Regions from separate parts of the Gossypium hirsutum genome. Here region 1 is linked to region 2. A link is a contact called in public Hi-C data. All regions are on one chromosome and are shown on one strand. The core of a region is the stretch at or near the end of the contact, and the rest is flanking DNA. Distances in the headings are between cores, read along the strand shown.

The links. A called contact is a pair of places that touch in the nucleus more often than the background predicts.
Region 1: a Hi-C map of leaf shows a contact between it and region 2, with 1.6 times the contacts expected there. The contact joins the enhancer-like site here to the promoter of LOC107895255 in region 2. A contact is called at or near these places in 3 of 34 Hi-C or Micro-C datasets (hypocotyl and leaf).

Annotation. Positions count from the first base shown.
Region 1 is chrA13:97,374,957-97,378,034 of Gossypium_hirsutum_v2.1, forward strand. No RefSeq gene overlaps it. Among protein-coding and RNA genes, the nearest start is that of LOC107895245, 12 kb to the right of the region's middle. Within about 2 kb of position 1,490, at least 8 of the 9 cell types and tissues checked have an H3K27ac peak or open chromatin away from gene starts, as enhancers often do. A contact at or near this core is called in leaf, where this site is marked.
Region 2 is chrA13:97,229,650-97,232,414 of Gossypium_hirsutum_v2.1, forward strand. LOC107895255 reads right to left here and starts at 1,366. Exons shown (of 2, transcript XM_016820539.2): 1 at 1-1,366. The coding sequence starts at 39. LOC107895254 (probable aminotransferase TAT2) reads right to left here. Exons shown (of 7, transcript XM_016820538.2): 4 at 2,530-2,589; 5 at 2,181-2,336; 6 at 1,997-2,090; 7 at 1,410-1,777. The coding sequence ends at 1,644.

The sequences.
Region 1 (3,078 bases), core at 240-2,739, 150 kb after region 2:
ACAAGCAATACTAAACAAAAGGCTTTTCAAACAAAATCAACTTTCCAAATTAAAGCAGAAAAGTTGAAAATTTTAGCATTTGGCTTTGAGTAAAAAAGCTAAAAATTTTAGCTTTTGAGTTCTTAAAAGACAGTTTGTGTGCGAAATTATTAAATTTCCTCGTATTTATATTTAACTATAAATTATAAATATGATTTATATATTTAAGTTAAATTTCACATACAATTTATATTAATTTCTTAAAAAATATTTAATTTATATTCCATATATATTTATATTAAGAATGAGTTACCATATGTTTTAAAGTTATCATATTAGAAGTCCTATGGAGTCTGTAGAGCAAGAGGGAATCGGCGATAGACGGAGCGGTATGCGACAAACATAAGAAGGAGCGATCAACGTTCAAGATCAAGATACATATGTTGTGATGGAAACTAATTCGACAGCAAACAACCTAGGTCATGGAAAGATCGACTCATGGGTACAGACCCGCAAATCAAAGATAAAACAGGAACAATAATTAGAGATGAAGATGATGACGACTTAGAACTGCTAGAAGAAGATATTATGAGTTCCTCAGTAAATGGCATACCGGAAATAGATTTCTCCAATCGAGTTAATCAGTTACTCATAAAAGATATGAAGCTTGCGATAGTAATTAAGCTATTGGGAAAAAACATTGGTTACGCAACACTACAAAATAAGATACACTCCTTGTGGAAACTGATTCTACCATTCCGATTAATGGACATCGAAAACGGTTATTATTTGACTACATTTCAGAACGTCGAAGACTTTGAAAGAGTTTTAAGTCAAGGGCCTTGGATAGTTTATAGGGAATATCTAACCGTTTATCTCTGGAGTATCGAATTTAATCTCTCACAGCCATACCTAAATATGGTCATGGCCTGGATACGATTACCAGGACTGCCTGGGCATATGTACAAAAAGAAAATACTCTAGGAGTTAGGGGGAATGGTGGGAAGGGTCGCAATTTCAACACTGATAATGGAGTTCGGGGAAGATTCGCAAGAATGGCGGTCTACGTTAATATTGGAAAAGGCCCTTTCGTCGCAAGTTTTTAATCAATGGAGTTCCACAAAGAATTGAGTATGAGGGTCTTCCCACGGTCTGTTTTTCCTGCGGTCACTATGGACATACACAAGATTTGTGTCCAAAATCAGTGACTACTCAAAAACCATCAAAAGAAAATTTCTTGGATAAAGAACCAGTTTCGGAAAATAGATCTGAGTTAAGTGAAAACAATTCTACAAACAGCTCTGGTGATTACGACCCTTGGATGCTTGTAAAAAAACATAACCAGCCATGGTCAAAAGAACATCAGAACAAAAATGGTGTAGCCAAAGAGAAGAAATAAGAAAGTATTTGGTTTCAACCCTTAGAAACCCTAAATGAAGAAATGGGCTTAGAAGAGAATAGGCCGATATAGATAACAGTTAAACCCAAACAGAGGCTGGGAATGTGGCATGCCCAATAGAGGCAAAAAATGGACCCTCACCCACGGGCCAACTCCAACAAAGACTTGATAAGCAGTCTCCAGCTAGTCCAAGATCCAATAAGCAAACTCAGCCCAAAATGTTTGGGCCTAATGCTTCTCTTAAAAGAGACCGAAGTGATTCTAATTCAAGAAAGAACGATCTACCAGGCGCAATGCAGACCAAATCAGGATAAAAAAAATAGAAACAGAATAAAAAAATATTAATTTGAAAGAAACACAGTTAGAGACACAACAATCAAAGGGAGAATTGGAAATAGAAGCTGCAGGAGATAAAGGAAATACTGCAAAGAATGAAAATCAGATCTTGAGAGAAATTCAATATTCACAGCTACCAACAAAACTAGGATTTCAACCTAACCTTCACTTCAACATCGAAAGCATAAAAGAAGTCGCGATAACTCCTACAGTTGGAATCCTAGATTCAACCAAACAATCAATAGTGGCGTTCAAAGATCCAAATCATCATATGGGAAATCAGCAAGAATGACTACCATCCAAAAATAATATGGGGCAAAAAAAGAATTCACCCGTAGTAAGCACTAGTGGGGGGAAAACAAATGGCAACACAAAAGGGCAAAAACTCAATAAAATAATTCAGGATAAATGAAGCCCTTTTAAAGTCTCGTCCCCCAAAATTCTCCTGGCAGAGTCAATGGCTAATACGGTGGATTTGTTACAAGAGCAAGTCAAGCAAAGCATCTTCATCAAAACAAATGAAGAAGGACATGGGAACGCAGAAAGTAGAAATGATGCACGATGTCAACACTAGATTGGGTAAATTCCTTCTAAACCTTTATGATGAATAACAAAATTAGTTTATCAATTTTTGTCTGGAATTGTCAAGGATCCGCAAGTCCCAAATTCCTACGCATCTTTAGAGAATATAATATGGAATTTAGACCTGATATTGTAGGGCTTTTAGAGCCAAAGGTAAATGGTAGCAAATAAGATAAAATAATTGTTAAACTTAGATTTCATCACTGGCACCGCGTAGAAGCAATAGGGTTTTTAGGGGGAATTTGGATAGGGTGGAATGAGACAATTCACCAAGAAATAATTCAAAATCATCCCCAATTTATTCTTGTTAAAATTCATAATGTGGGAACAACACAACCTATCCTACTGGCTATCGTATATGGAATCCCCAATTCCACTAAAAGAAAGAATTTATGGGAAGCTTTAAAAATAACTATACCATCGGATCACTCCCCTTGGATGGCAATAGGTGATTTTGATACAATTCTTTCTGTTGAAGATAAAAAATGTGGTAATATCATAGGGAAGAGGTGCCCATTCTTTGGAGACTTCATGGAATCTAAAAATCTTCAAGACTTAGGATTTCAAGGACCCTCATTCACTTGGAAACGAGGAGGTGTCTTTGAAAGACTAGATTGAGCAATAGGAAATGCAACTTGGTGCCAATCATTTCCTCAATGCTTAATAACACACCTAACTCGAATAAAGTCCAATCATAGGCCATTGTTAGTAAACATTAATCTGGATCTTAAACTCCCTAGGGGATAACCTTTCAAGTTTCTCACGGGATGGGCACAGCATCA
Region 2 (2,765 bases), core at 116-2,615:
TTCCTGGGTGCCAACTGGACCCCATCTTAGACCCATCATCAACCCAGGTCAAACCCCGCCCACCAAATTAGCCGCATCACTGGCAGCCACATTCATTAAAGCCTTGACCGAAACCTTGGCCCATTTGGCCATTGCTTTTTCTTTCCCTTTTAACTTGCTAGTGGGTTCCTTATGTTGACCATTATTCCTAGCGCCAAAAGTAGAACCAGAATTCAACGGAATGGATGGATTTTGATCTATCGAATCATCCGTACGATTCTCCATTAATTCATGGCTGTCCAATAAAACAATAAATCTTAAGCCACCAAAACGCTCTGACTCCACTCTCCGATCTGTCTGACGTCGGAACTTCTTCTTTATCGCTAGGTTCAAAAGCATTAACGTTTTCTTCCCGCGATGGGCACAAGTCTTGGATGTGTCCATACCTCCCGCATCCAAAACAAACACTGGGAAGGGCTTTCATACTTTACATGTTGCAAGACAACATCAACTCGAATCTTCAATAGTGGTTTCCCAAGATCCAGCATGCGAGCAAATTTTCGAGGAAAATTTTGGATTTTGGTTTCCAAAAGGCATACACCTTACTCAATAAAGCATTAAACCTACTCTTCTTCCTATCAACTTAATGATCAGGGTGAGGCACATAATTTTTTCAATCAACGAATGCACCCTCTCCTAAAAGCATTTAGACGGAATACCATCTATGACCGCCGTTATTACATCACCATCTCGTCGTCTTCCTAGGCCTCCTTCCTGGTGCTACCATCACCAAGAAGCATATCCTTAAACGTGACCCGATTCTCCTCCCCCAGATCCCCCGTATCAGCACTAACTCCCACATTGGACAATCCTTGAGAACTCATCTTTAAAGGTCAAGCTTTACGGTGAAAGTATTGCTATAAATGATTGTAGACTAATTGGCCTTTGGTCGTCAATCACATATCAGACGGCTGAAAAGGGAAAGAAAAAGTTTTTTATTCAACCGTCAGAAAGACATGGGTTTGGAATTTTATATTATTCATTAATCTTATGTTTATAACTATGTTATTGATGAATAAATAATACATACTTCCCACTCTATTATCCTATCTCTTGTCTCTTTTACTTACTTGAAAGGGAAATTTTATAGTATATATTATATTTGGCTTGGAATCTATGGGACAAAGGTAGCTCTAAGAAGACTGCTGTGAGAAAAAACACAAAAAGAATCTTAACAACAAATTTATGCTATTCAAAATATCCTTCATCCTCAGACTGGACTTTAGCTACAGAAACATGTTTTAAGACTATGTTCTGAAGTTTCACCTGTCTACAAGCAGGTCCACTTGTCGAAATTATATAGTTGTCTTTAAGAGATACATTCTCGTACCACCATGAAAAACATTTAAAAAAAACTAAACATAAATACGTATGTCGGACATATACTTCGATTCTTGGGGAAATTTTATCACATACGGAAGACTGCTTTGCAGATGGATCTAAGAACATTGTATTTTCCATTAAACTAACCATATCTAACATCTTTTAAGTGTTGTTTACAATATATTAAAAAGCATCAAAGATGCGGAGCAGCAGTAACGGTTGCTGGTATACTGTATGAGGCTTGACGCCATGTTTGTATAGCTTCAACTTTTCTAATATTGCTACTGCTGCTGCTGCAGCATTAGCTTGGTGTGCCTTTTGCAGAATGATTTTAACCTCCCTAATGCTTCTTTCAGAGACTGTGGATCTGCAGCAAAAGTGATTCGGAGCCAATTTTTTAACCCCACTGCAGTACCTGCATCAGAAATTTGCTTCTCAGTGGATAGAAGGGGCCATAGATGCCTTGATTCGATCCCTAAACCTACTTGGTGCTACTTCTTAAGAGTGATTGCTTAGTCTACTAGGATAAGACGGTATTCGACTTTGCTTGTCATTGTTCCCTAATCTAACAAGAGGAATCATGCTTATGATAACATATAATGTTCATAAATGTTTGACTTGATTTGTTAGTTACCAGGAAGAATAATAACGGATTCTTCTTTGGCTAGCCTGAAACAGAAGTCGATGTCGTCGCTGATGTCTTCCAGACTGGAAATATTTAGTTTAATCTGTGAAATACATGAACAAAATTAACTGGAACATGTTTATGAATCCATCCGAGTTTCAAACAGACATTGCGAATTATATTGGTCCATTACCATGACAGCCATTGACCCCTGAGGCTTTTGGGGACAAGTAAGGCAAGGGATTTCCTTTATCATATCCCAACAAATATCCGATGTCTGCTTCAGCGTGTTGATAGTTTTCTTGAAGAAAACGTTGTCAGTTTGCTCTATTATATGGGGAACTGCTGCCTATGACACCCACCGGAAAGCCATGAAAACAATTGACTCAATACCTTTGGTAATGGCATAAAGACTTGAATCAGAAATGGAAACTTTCAAATCCAAGTCTTTTTCAAGGACCAGTTGGTACCTATACTTATGAACAACAATAGGATGCTCACATTTCATTAGTTAGTAACAAGCCAGTACCATAAATAGATACCTGGATAAAAGTTGCAGGTCCTCCTAAAATATCAAAATACTTCTTGATACGCTCGATAATCTGATAAAAACGAAAATACATGAAAATATAAGCGTATAAGAAGTAAGAAGAGCAAATCTGTAGAACAAGCAAAATCGAGCTCAAGAAAGCTATTATCCATAGAACAAAAGTCCGCACAACTTGAATTCGGGATTAAGTAGTTGGCAAATGTTGAAGGTGAATATAAACATGCATAG